3 separate regions of the Gossypium hirsutum genome follow, and all the other regions are linked to region 3. A link is a contact called in public Hi-C data. All regions are on one chromosome and are shown on one strand. Each heading gives the region's core, a stretch centred on a gene start, on an enhancer-like site or on the middle of the called end of the contact. The rest is flanking DNA. Distances are from core to core; before and after follow the strand shown.

The links. A called contact is a pair of places that touch in the nucleus more often than the background predicts.
Region 1: a Hi-C map of leaf shows a contact between it and region 3, with 2.0 times the contacts expected there. The contact joins the promoter of LOC121230805 here to the promoter of LOC107934631 in region 3. A contact is called at or near these places in 2 of 34 Hi-C or Micro-C datasets (both in leaf).
Region 2: a Hi-C map of leaf shows a contact between it and region 3, with 1.8 times the contacts expected there. The contact joins the enhancer-like site here to the promoter of LOC107934631 in region 3. A contact is called at or near these places in 8 of 34 Hi-C or Micro-C datasets (anther, callus and leaf).

What each region holds. Positions count from the first base shown.
Region 1 is chrA06:125,581,574-125,586,359 of Gossypium_hirsutum_v2.1, reverse strand. LOC121230805 reads left to right here and starts at 1,306. Exons shown (of 5, transcript XM_041116253.1): 1 at 1,306-4,786. The coding sequence starts at 4,037.
Region 2 is chrA06:125,536,687-125,541,629 of Gossypium_hirsutum_v2.1, reverse strand. LOC107943777 (a long non-coding RNA gene) reads left to right here. Exons shown (of 4, transcript XR_001696056.2): 4 at 2,598-3,212. Among protein-coding and RNA genes, the nearest start is that of LOC107943777, 5.1 kb to the left of the region's middle. Within about 2 kb of position 2,424, at least 6 of the 9 cell types and tissues checked have an H3K27ac peak or open chromatin away from gene starts, as enhancers often do.
Region 3 is chrA06:125,232,922-125,237,207 of Gossypium_hirsutum_v2.1, reverse strand. LOC107934631 reads right to left here and starts at 2,116. Exons shown (of 5, transcript XR_005928941.1): 1 at 325-2,116; 2 at 131-197.

The DNA.
Region 1 (4,786 bases), core at 57-2,556, 350 kb before region 3:
ACCCAAAAATAGAGGCGGCTCAGTCGCTCAGTCCAAACCCTAAACCCCCTTAAATAATCTCCATCTCCCCCCAAACCTTAAAAACAGTTCTCTTTCAATTCCCCCGTAGCTATGGCACTCCTTCTCGCCAGTTCCAGACGCAGATCCCTCGCCAACCCTTCACTCTCCGCCTTTTCTCCACTTCTTCAAATGACCGAACAACGATAACGCGTCCACGAACGGCAACCACTCCGGCAATAATCCCCCTTCAGACTCTTCTTACTTCGGCGATGTCAAAACTGACCAACCCCAACAAAGACCCAGAAACCCCACAAATCCTTCGACTCCCAATTCCAAACCCATGTCAGAAAGCGCTTCATTACTGGAAATCCATAAGGATCTCTCCGAGTTCCTCCGACATTCCCCGATGCCATCTCCCTCTGAACCTATTCCTACACTTTCACAATCACAGCCACGTATTTCGTTCCAAGAATTATACAAAGGAACAAACGCCTTAGCAGAAAAAGGGGAGTCCAACGAAAGTCCTGATGATTTCGGTACTAGTGGGAATCGGGCGACGGAATCTTTAAGGAACAATATGCGGGCAATCGAAGAGAAGGAAGCCGACGTGCTGATCCGTGGGTTTAACTTTTCGGATTTAAGGGATAGCTTGTACACTTTGAAGAGGTTTGAAGAAAAAAGAAAAAGAAAAAATAAATAAGGTACGTTTTCGACTTAACAGTAGACAAGGTATTTTGTGTTTCCTTCAATGACTATTAGGTCAAAGTGATAAAGCACCGAGTTTGATTGTGAATAATGTGAATGAATGTCATAAGCTTGAAATCTGAGTTTTGTTATGAAATGGGGTTAAAAGAATCTTATAATTCGGTAGTCGGTGGCAATTAGACGAAAAAGGGAACTAGCTAAGTTCGATTGTCAATAATATGAATGAATGTCAGACTGGAACCCACATAAACATGGTGGGACATGGACATCCACGCATATAATTATGCAACGTGAATTTCGAATTTGAATACTTAAAATCTTGGATTTATGCGGTTATCAACTGTGTCAATGCTTCATTATTAGTTACAACTCAACAAAAAGTTTAAAATTTACGAGTTTTCATAATTACTACTATAGTATTATTAAAAATTATACATATTATATATATCATAAGTTTTAGCACACTGTATGCATTTGGAAACTATCTTATAGAGGTGTATTTAAAAAACAATATAAATAAATGTTGAAATGTACAACTTCAAACTAATTAATAATAACATACGCCCGTGATCAAAGAATATTAAATACCTAAATACATTAGATTAAGAATGTTAAATATATTACAATCGTTTATCATGATGTTTTTATCAATATCGAGTTGATGTCGAGTTAACTTGTAACTCTAACTCAATTAATATACTAGATTTTGTCAAACCCATAATGTAAATTGTTTAAAATATTTTCTTTTAAAATTTATTCGATAATAAATATAGATGGAGTGGTAATAAACTTGTATTTTGATACTAATGAACACGTATTTGATTCTTAAATTTGTAATTTGTAATTTGTAATTATTTTATTTGTCATAATAATATTAATTATAGTTTAAAATAATGAATATTTTTATAATTTAATAATGGACTCAATTAAGAATGACATTAACTATTTAATCTGCTTAAAATATAAGTATTAGATATGATATTCTTTAGGATCATGAAAATTTCATCTATAATATAAATAAAGGTACGGGTTTAGAAAAATTTTTGAATTGACGAGAATATTCTTTAACATTCATTTAATTACTAAATTGACATTAAATAAATATTTTTAAAATAATAGAGTTTTTATTCATCTTAATTAATACCTAAGTTCAATTTATTTATTTTCAATTGAAACCCCAATTTTTTTTATTTCAATTTGTTTTAGTTTCATTATTTTGTTTTTTTTTTCTCGATTTATATTTGATGCACTATTATGGTATATTAAGATGAAAGACGATAATGAGAATGATAGATTGAAGTAGAAAATTTAAATATACATTTAATATTAGTATTTATTTTTAAATTAGATTTTATTTCAACTTTTTAGGAAGTTGTATTTTTAATTTATTCCATTTTTAATAATAAAATTAGATTATTTAATTTCAATAAAATTCGTTACTTCTGAAAGTAAACTATTAAAAAATAAAAATTATATTATAAGTCATAAAATTTAATTTGATTATATTTGATACCATTTAAATTTACTTTTTCAATTAATAATATTATTATTTTCTTTTAAATTAGAAAAAAATAAAATGTAAAATGCTATAATAAGTGAGGTAATATCTATTTTTAATTAAGTTTTTATTATAATTTAAATGATTTAATTTAATTAATAAATAACATCTTATTATTTTAAATTATTTTATTATTTGATTTATATCAATTTATATTCACATGCAATGCGGAAATGAGTGACCTAATGGTGCCCAACAAAGAAAACAAGAAGAAAAATAGAGGGCTAAAGATGAGGCTAAGCCCAACTAATGGAAACAATAAAAGCACAACCTTAGCTAGCCACCTTGACAAGAAAGGATGGCATTGAGCTTGAATAATATATATTGATTTTAAATAATTTTAAAAAAATATTAATTAATTCAATTTTTTTCGACCGAAACAATTTGAAAATTCAAAAATCAATAATTGATCGAAATAATTAATAAAATTGAATGTATAATTGAAAAAACTATTCAAACCGAATTTGACTAAATCGAATTGCTCTCCTCCTTAAGGAGGAAAGGATAAAATTATTTGAAAAATTGACACTAACCATCAAGTATATTTGCCATATTTTTTAGAATCTCAACCAAAATGAGAATAATTCGAAGGACCCATCGAGAAAAGTTTGGATGAACCTTTGCAGGCTTAAATTTCCATTCAGACTAATTATATTCTTTTGGAAGTTGTAACTCAAAAGAAGATCAATCAACTTAACGGTAGGAAGGAATTCGAGTCCATGGAACAATTTTTTGTAAAATGTAATTTTGCAAGAGTCTCGTTGTTTGGAGACTTCTATTTATAAGAATTTAATCCAGAATGAATCTTCGGTTGGAACTTTTAATGATTATAAAGAGAGGATTTAAAGAGCGTAAAAGCAAGAAACTTTTACTTTCTCTTTACTTGTGAAGAATTTGGAAAAACAATAAACAAAATTTTTGAAACATACAAGTTCTAATTTACATAAAACATTTGAATTGATAAAAGAACCTTTACAACTCGATTATGGAAGCAAGAGACAAGCAAATATGGATCTTCAAAAGTAGGAAACAAAGAGTTAATGACACTAATTCAACGAAAACACGAGTTAGATAAAGTATAGATATTATTTGAGATCTCTCCCTAACAATTGTTTATCCCAACTTTTAACCACATCAAAGTATTAAAAGATAGATTTTGTTATGATAATATCAATTAGGGGTGAGTATTTGATCGAGTCGGGTAAAAAAAATTCGAGTGAAGTAGAGTCGAGTTAATGAATCCTATTATTTATACTCAATGTTGCGTTTACGTGAATTGATTATTTAACTAGTAGACGACGTACCATATTATTTAACTACATAAACAATATAATGCTTTTACTTTTCAACTTAATGGGTAAACATTTATCAAAATGATGTAATTTTGCCATTTTTTATTTAGATTTTTGGATAACTCAAATTGTGTAATCCATATTCGAGTTAATTTAAAATTTTTTATTTTTTATTCAGGTTGATCTGAATAATTCGATTAACTTAAATAACTCAAATTATTTAATTCAAAATTTAAATTTATTATCAAATTTTTTGAATCGAAATGAAATGGACAAAAAAACCCAACAAATTACAATATAAAAAAAATAACAAAAAGAGTGAAAAAATGAGGGTAAATCCAGCCATGATACCCAGCCTGGATGTCAAGCTGGGCTTCTACCCAAAAAGAGAGGCGGTTCAGTCCAAACCCTAAACCCCTTTCAATTATCTCCATCTCCCCCAAAACCCTAAAAACAGTTCTCTTTCAACCCCCCCATAGCTATGGCACTCCTTCTCGCCAGATCCAGACGCAGATCCCTCGCCAACCCTTCACTCCTCCACCTTTTCTCCACTTCTTCAAATGACCCAAACAACGATAACGCCACCGCGAACGGCAACCACTCCGCCAATAATCCCCCTTCAGTCTCTTCTTACTTCGGCGATGTCAAAACTGACCAACACCAACAAAGACCCAGAAGCCCCACAAATCCTTCGACTCCCAATTCCAAACCCATGTCAGTAAGCGCTTCCTTACGGGAAATACGTAAGAATCTCTCCGAGTTCCGCCGACGTTCAGCGGGGCCATCTCCTGCTGAGCCCATTTCTACACCATCACAATCACAGCCACATATTTCGTTCCAAGAGTTATTCAAACGAAACGCCTCAGCAAAACAAGGGGAGTCCAACGAAAGTCCAAATGGTTTTGGTACTAGTGGGAAACGGGCGATGGAAAATTTAAAGAACAGTCTGCGGCACATGAAACAGAATTCTGAGGCGAACAACAACGTGGAGGGAAGATCAGGTCCATTAATATCTTTATCGGCATTTAAGAATGATTTAAAGTTGAAGCCTTCAGCTGACAGAGTGGTCTCCCCGGTGATTGGTGGGACTTCGACTGAACTACCGGCCTCGATTTTCGAGAGGGAGATGAAAGGTAAGGCTAAAGGAGGAGAGACTGCAATGAGGACAGAGTTTGTTAGGATGTATGGTTATGAAGAGTTAGGGCAGAGGTTGAAGGAATTACGGCCGCCG
Region 2 (4,943 bases), core at 1,175-3,674, 300 kb before region 3:
ATCCTATTCAACATGATCATATGCTTTACTCATATCAAGTTTAAGCGCAAAATTACCCTTTTTTCCATTCTTCTTCATTTTCATCGAGTGAAGGACCTCATAAGCAATAAGAACATTATCCAAAATATGTCTTCTTAGGATAAAAGCCCTTTGAGCTTCATTAATGCAATCTCCCAAAATAGCACTCATTCGATGCACCAAGACTTTCGCGATAATTTTATAAATAACATTGCAAATGCTTATGGGTCTAAAAAGAGAAGTTCTTAGGTTTATCTATTTTAGGGATCAAAACTATACGGGTTTTGTTAATAGCTTCTATTTCAGAATTCCCATTTAGAACAGATAAACAATAACTTGAAATTTTAGAACCAATAAGATGCTAGTACCTTTGAAAGAAAATAGCTGAGAATCTATCAATGCTAGGAGCTTTCAACGACGCCATAATTTTGACCGCATAAGTGATGTCCTCCTCCCTAAATTGCTTAAGTAAGTAAGCGTTCATATCATTGGTGACTCTTTTCTCCATTAAACTGAAAACACGTTCATCTAATCCCATCTCTGAAACCAAAAATATGTCGCCAAAAAACATTGAAGCAAGTGTAAGCATCTCCTCAGTCGAAGAAATCCTTTCGTCATTCGCCCTTTCTAATTCTTTGATTCAACCTCGTGATTGACGTTGAACAACTATTTGATGAAAGTAACTCTTATTTCTATCTTCATTTTTCAGTCAATTGACTCGGGCCCGTTGTTCCTAAAAAATTTCTTCTTGATCAGCCTCTAAGTTAAGCCCCACTAGAATATATGTTATTTCAGCAAGAATTTCATCTGTTGGATCTCGGTTGTAAAGAAATTTGAGTTTCAAGGTCCATACGTTTAATCTTTCGCTCTCTAATTCTATGCCTGCTCCATCTCTGAATTTGATGTCCCAAACTCACAAGCTTATCCGGAACACTACCCAAAATACTCTCCTAGTTTCTTTTAATCTTCTCATCAAAAGAATTTTCTAAAACCCATTTTGCCTCAAACTGAAAAGAACTTTCGCTGTAAAACAGAATATGCTTTTACCTTCCCATGGTGTCAATTAAAATCGGACAATGGTCTGAGAAAGAATGGGTCAGATGTTCTAATTGATAATTAGGACAAATATTAACCCAACTCAATGATGCAACTCTCGATCCAACCTCTCCCTTATGTTGGTTGACAAAAACCTTCCTCATTCCCACGTAAACCATCTACCAATATACTTTAGATCATTGAGTCCACAATCTTCCATTGCTGTTCTAAATTCTTGCATCTGGCATTCTGCTCGAAGCCTCCCAGCCTTCTTTTCCAAAGAACTCGTGATTTCATTAAAATCCCCCATCACAATCCAAGGAGTCATTTGGTCCTGCCCTAAATGTCAAAGAAGATCCCACGACTCTCTCCTATTTCTTTCATTCGAATTTCCATAAAAACCCGTCAAGCGCCAAATTGCGTCAATTTCATCGTCATGCACCTCAACATCAATATGGGAGGAAGAAAAACTCTTTAGCTGAATTAAAGAATTTCCTTTCCAACCCAAAGATAGGCCTCCTTTTGAGCCCAAAGCCCCCACATCAATCTCATTATCAAACCCACACTTAAATTGCTTCCATCATTTTAGCACTTAACTTTGTTTAAATACGAAACAAAATTCGGGGATTAATGACTCTCAATTTGTTCTTGAGCCTCTTAATAGTTCGTGATCTCCCCAAACACGAACATTCCAGCTAAGTATTTCATTGCATTCGGCTGCTCTGTTCCCTAGAGCTAGCTGTTAAATCAAGAATTCCTGCATCCACTTTATTCTCTGCAGCTGTTAAAAGTCCTTCCATTACCCTCTGATGTTTTTTTCCTTCTAAATTAACTAAAGGGACATTTTCCTCCAAAATTAAATTTGTTGGCCCATAACTAGAATCCTCATTAGTTAAAACCCCACTGTCAATATTACGCCAGCTATCAGGCTCTTTAAAAGGAATATGATGACTTGATTGTGAAGAGATAAATTTGGGATTTGAAAATTGATTCCATGATTCCCCCATTGAGTTACGCCCCAAATCCTTCCCCCATTTACGACTCTGATTATTACATTCCATACTCTCACTATTCCACTGTGATCCATCAGCCTGTCGGAGCCACCTACTCGCCACCATGCTTCGCGGCCGCGACACAGCATGCAAGGACACTTCCCAACCAAATACAATCTTGGCTGGTTCTATGCAAAATCAAAGTGGACAATAACTTTCACCGTGTCCCAACTTGCCACAAATAAAACAAAATAAACTCAATATTTCATATTGAAAACGAGCATAAATAATAATTTCATTACCAATTTGGATCTTTTTCTTTCTTTTCAACGGGGAAGAAACATCCAAGCAGACACAGATGCGCATAAATTTCTTCAAACCCATGATTGGAATTGAGGTGTTGTATTTAAGAAACTTTCTCAAAAAATCACCAAATTGTTTGGCCATCATTTTCGTTATTAAACCTGGAGGTAATTCGTGGATTTGAACCAAAAAATCAGTGAAATTTAAGACTATATTTGATGGATTTTCTCCTTTTTGTATTGTTTGTAGGATCAACAAATGATTGTTGAAGAACCAAGGTGAACCAGAAAAAACCCGTTGCACATCAACCTCATGGAAAAACTGAAAAATATACCTTTTGTCTCCTAGATCCGTGATGCATATTCCTCCAATTGGGTGCCACAAATCAACCATAGTATTACGTAGTGAGGGAAAATGGACCACACTGTCCATGAGACATCTCCCTACCAAGCAGAATTGATAGCTCCGATCTACCACCGCTGCTTTCTATTGGAACGTCTTCTCTTCTTCATCCAACAGTCTCAGATTTGCTAATTCTTCTTCCATACCAAAACACTCAAATGAACAGGAAACTAAGTAAAACCAGTCAAAAGAAGCGAAAGAATCAAAACAGAAAGCCAAAAGAAAACATTTTAAAAAAAAGTGTCATAAGATAGACAGAAAGCGTGTCATTTTGACAGACTTCAAATTCTGGGTTTTTAAAAATGAATATTTTATTATTAAGTGGATGTTTATCGAGATTAAGATAAATTTGATGTACATTAAAACTCTAATATTCATTAGGAGTAGAATTTTTATGTAATTTATACTTATTATTGTTAGTAAGTACAGAAAATGAAGAAATACAGAGTGAATATGAATGAATATTATGATATTCTTTGGTTGATTTGATCAGTATAGTAGTAGGACTTATATACATGAAAGAATGACTAACTGCTGCTAACAAACTCTATTAACAGTATGCCAGTTTGTATAACAAATTGCTAACAACCTAACTTATCCTATACTTAACATTCATCCAAATTCTCAATAGGTAAAACTCGAAGAAAATGACGAAATTGAGTAAACAAAGAGACAGGCAGGGGTTTTGTGAAAATGTTAGCAACCTGGTCACAAGCTAGCACCTCGTTGATAATGAACGAACCCTCAACTACCTTTTCACGAACAAAAAATAGGTCAAGCTCAACATGTTTGAACTTGGAGTGAAAGACCAGATTAGTAGCAATAGCTACCACACCAGAATTGTCACACCAAATAACAGGCGAATTATCAGAATGAATTTGTAACTCCGTTAGCAGAGAGACTAACCATGTAACATCACTGGTGGTTGCAACCAAACTTCGATATTCAGCCTCAACTGTCGTCCGCGAAACAACTTGTTGCTTTTTCGAACGCCATGAAACAAATTTATTTCCATAATACACACAATATCCTGTCGTAGAGTGACGATCATCAAAATCCAATCCCCAATTGGCATCAACATATCCAATGAGAGATAGTGTGTCAGACGGATGAAAAACCAACCCATGATCAATAGTCCCATGTAAATACCTTAAGATTCATTTTAAAGCCACCAAATATACTATAGTGGGTGCATGAATAAACTGACATACACGATTCACAGCATAAGCAATATCAGGTCGGGTCAGGACCATATATTAAAGAGCACCAGCAAAACTTCGATATTCTGTAGGATCAGTAAGACGAGTACCCTCATCTTTAGACAACGTCGATAAATTGATTATTGGTGTGTAGATACTTTTTTCATTGGTTAAAAAACTTCTATCAAGTAGATCCCTGATGTACTTGGCATAAATGAAAACTTCCAGTGGAGGATCGAGTAACTTCAATGCCTAAGAAGTAGTGAAAGTCTCCCATAAACTTCAGAGAAAAATCTTTATTTAAAAGCTGAATAAAGCTATTTATACTGCCAGCCATACTCCCCGTCACAACAATATCATCCACATAAACTAGAACATAGATGATGGACTCATATGTTACTCGAACAAATAGAGATGCATCAGATTTGGATACGAGAAAACCAGTAGAAATAAGAAACCTTTTCAATTTATCAAACCAGGTACGGAGAGCTTACCGCAACCCGTATAATGCCTTCACCCGACAACACACCAAATGCTCACCATTTGGACCAAATTGAACATAACTTGGAGGTTGTTGCATGAACACTTTGTAAGAGAGATCACCATTCAAAAAAGCATTGTTGACATCGACCTAATGAAGTTGCCAACCACAAGAGACAACAACTGAGAGTATGGTTTGAATTGTAGCAGGTTTGACCACGAGACTGAATGTTTCCTTGAAATCACATTCGGGAACTTGTGAACACCCCTTTGCTACCAACCTAGCCTTCCGTCGAGCAATAGTCTCACTCAAATTTTTCTTTACTTTGAAGAGCCACTTACAGTCTTACACCCTATTATCTTTCGTCCATGATAGAGAGAAACAAGTTCCCAAGTGGAGTTACCCATAAGAGCATCAAACTCAGCTTGTACTGCTGGTCACCACTCTGGATCAGCAGGAGCTTCCTCAATTGTGCGTAGCTCATAATCAATACCTTCAACAGATAGAGCCTTG
Region 3 (4,286 bases), core at 867-3,366:
ATAATCATCAATGTAAATTCTACAAATTACTCAATTCAAACAATCTATACCATGTATCGAACACTCATACAGCTTCATGATTGATACAATTATTAGGCAATTAAAATGCAAATAAACATAAGAAGTTTACCTGTGATTCGCTTGAATTAGCCAAAATACGACTCAAAGGCTCTCCTTTCAACAAAATCACAAGCAACCTATCAATGTCCCAACCAAGAACTTTACAAACAACCAATCCAAAAGCTCTATTGGTTGTCTTACACTTTGTTTTCGAAATCGACATATAATGCTGTACAAGTCCAACACACACTTGAAATTTCTTACCTAAATTTTTTCACCAATGCCACCACAAACCAAGCAAAAGAACTCACATTTCTCATGATTCTCCTCATAGTAGCCCCTCAACTCACTGTTATTCACAAAAATTCTCATAAAAAACATGTCTACTTCATTCTTTTCTTCTTCTTCTTCATTAAAATCATCATCATCACCATCATCGTTTTCTTCATCACGAACCCTGTTCTTGAAAAACTCTTTGCAACTGTTAAGAACCTTGTTTTGCATTTGCATATTGGCAAACCTGGCTTGGTCTTCAATTGAAACAGGTCTGATCGTGGGGTCTGGTTTAAACTTGGGTTCTGGCCATCCAAGAGAGGAAGGTGATGTTGGTTTCAGAAAGACTGACCAGACCAACCCAGGGTCAGGTTAGGGTTCTGTTTGTTTGACGGCAACCAGTAGATCAGGGTGCAAAGGATGGGTGAGGAGGAAAGAGAATGAGAAGGGGAAGGGGAAGGGGAAGAGGAAGAAGCTTCAGGTAAGTTTACTGGGGAAGAAAACCTTTGGAAAACGTCTTACCAAAATAAAATCGGTAAGACATTTTACTAAAATCAACGCTTCTTTTCCCGTTTTTTGTAAAAGGTTTTACAATGAGAAATTATTTTTAGCCAACCAAACATGGGAAAAGGCTGAAAAGCTTTTTCGTAAAAGCTTTTACCCCTAAACAAACGCAGCCTTAGTTCCTAGTGTTTTCCTCATTTGAGCTCATAAAATGCTCATAAGCCCACTCCACTATGGATATTGTTGGGGTTTTGACAACAGCAAAAGAAGAGAACAAGACAGAGAACAAAGGAGCAAGAAACTTGACATAATTTACATGCTCACAAACCTGCAGCAGGGAAGCAATCTGCTTTACACAACTGATATGCTTTCTCATTCAATATGAAAACAATACACTTATAATCAAAATACATCACCAAATATTCAACTAATCCCACTAATCAACATTGAGACTATCAAAACATTACTTGTACACATGAATAAGCTGACTTATCAGCTCAATCATCACCTAAACCCATCAAAACATCAACAACTAAGTTCATTTTCAATCAAACTAAATTACATTGCAACTAAAATAGAAAATATGTTGCTGCAACATGCACAATTACTGCGGCATGTATACAAGCTGTATGCACTCAACAAAATCATCATATTGGCATGCATTTTAACAAAAACATAACAGCAACATGGTTGGCCATTTTTAACAGATATAAATGTCTCAATGACAGCAGACGAGTATTGATCTCCAGGCATGTCATTTTTTAGGATTATGTGTTTCCTTTTGAAGAGCCTTCACAAATTCCAATTTAACTAGGCATGGTCAGTTTTGGTTTCAGTCTCTACAAGTTTTTCCTTCGATTAAGCACTCATTTGAGGTATCTTCAAGTCAACGCAGCTCTCCTTCAGAGACATAAGATTCAATATTACCTTCCACTGGTAATGCTCATTATTTTAGTTCTCTTGTGGACTAATTTTTTCTCCTAACAGATCCGATACAATATCAGTTGTTCCTACCATGCCTTCCGAGACTCCCCATGAAGCAATTCAAGAGCCTTGCTGAGTATTAATTAACACTCACTCCATTATCACAAGAAACAGGAAGGAGAGTTCAAACATAACATTTATTTGACTACTAATGATCAAGCAATCCTGCATAGAAGGAGGCTGTTATGGTTGAATATAATGCCCTTATTGCTAAAGAACTCGGTCACTTGTAACTTTTCCTCCTGGAAAGAAAGCAATAGGGTGTAGGTGGTTGTTCAAAGTAAAAATGCAAGGTTGGTTGGCAAAGGGCATGCTCAAGTTTAAAGTTAAGATTTTCTTGAGACTTACAGTCATGTTATTAAATCTTCTACTTTTAACGTATTGATTACTTTAGCCTTAACTAACCATAGATTTTTTCTTTTATTGAAATCTAGATTAGTGGAGAAATTTTAGATAAAGTAATTGGAAATATGGGCTTTGGTTGTTCTCATCGTGTTGAACTTAGAGGTTAATTATTTTGAAGGGTTTTGGGTGGCATGGAAAAATTCAATCTCTTAGGAGGTGATTAAAACCAAAATTCAAACATGTAGCAATCTTCTTTCTTAAAATTCAAACATGTAGCAATCTTCTTTCTTATTGTTGTTTATGGGAGTCCCTATAGATTGAGAGGAGACTGATGTGGGAGTGTCTCCATCTGATAACAGAGAATATGTCTGACCCATGATTGATTGCAAAGGATTTAAATTTTATTCTAAATAGCTTGGAAATGAAATGTGGAGTTGATAAATTTAATATTGGTCATACTTTATATTAAGATTTCTTATTTCAGCATAATTTGCAAGACATGGAGTTTGTTAGTCCAATGTTTGCATGGAACAAAGGTAATTTGGTAGACAGATTAGATTGGGTTGTGTATAATGTTCTATGGGATGAGTTGTTTCCGAATTAAGTAGTCCATCATTTACACAAGCTTAAATCTTATCTTAGACCTTTCTCTGTTAATATAGAGAGGTAAGATCAGAATTGCTTAATAGCTCTTTTCAATTGTTTTTGTTTAGGTTTCTTTCTCATCTACTACAACAAATTTATGTATTAGTGGCATAGGAAATAGTCACTGATAATTACATTTATGTCTTTATTTGTATTTAGTGACACAAAATTCATTGTCACACTAAAGGTTAAAAGTGATGATTTATCACTATTTGTCATATTGTTGAAAGTATGGTGACGATAATGTATACTGCCACCTTGTAATTAGTATTTGTGACAACAAACTATGTCATCATATTATATAATATTTATCACTGACCATTGGTATCATTACCAATAATGAATAACATTCAATGCATAAGTGACGGGATTGTCACGATATTAATGACATTATATTTTGTCACAATATAATGTCATTAATGACAATAATGTAAAATGTCACCTTTTAATAAGTATTTGGTGAGAGATAATTTTGTCACCAAATTATACACTAATTTGTCATTTGATTTGTCATCAGTAAGGAAATAATATTCAACTTATAGTGACAAAATAAACTTAGTCACATAATTAATGACGGAACGTATCGTCATCTAATATGCTAAAATTGTGTCATTAAAATTTTATTTCATGTTAATTTAAAACCATCAAATTGAGCCAACTGAATCTTAGCTCGATTGACATGGCCATTGTTGCCAATGCAGGAAGACGTAGGTTCGAGTGCATTAAAGCCCATTATCCTTCTATTTATGGATTGGGGAGGGGCCAAGCATTGTGTCAAAAAGAATAGATATGATTAAAACCTATAATGGGAATATTTAAAAAAAAACTTCAATTTAATATGACATTATTATCATCACCTAAATTGAAACAATAAAAATTTATCAACTTAGAAGTATAATAATCAAAATCAAAGTTCTATGAATTAGATGAACTTAGAGCATCCTAAATTTTACTTTCAAAAATTTCAACTGTATTATATTTTTACAAGTTGGACCGGCTTCCTATCACCTTTTCTGACTAGCCCAATTTATTGAAAACTCTCATTCCCTTGATTACTTTTCAAAAACAACTTGGTTGCTACCAAGAATTCAATAAATGGAAATCCAGTACTAAACACCAAAGAAATTTTCTTCCTCTATGGTCATGTCAGGTAAATAGCAATAAGAAAAGGCTAAAAATGGAAAATTATGGATATATGCTAAATTTTAAACAAAATTAGGGATTTAGGCAATTTTTGTAAAAAAATAGAGAAATATGCCAGTTTGGGAGAAAGAAGGCAAAAACACACCGTGTAAGAAGCGTTTTCAGGTGACGTAACATAGGGCAAGGCAAAAATGCATCCTGTAGGATGCGCCTTCAAGTGACATGGAGAAGAGGGTGAAAACGTGTCCTACAGGGTGCCTTTTTGCCCTATCTCGTGCCATTTTAATTCTGAAAGCTCAATAATCCTAAGATAAAATTTCTGAAACCTGAGA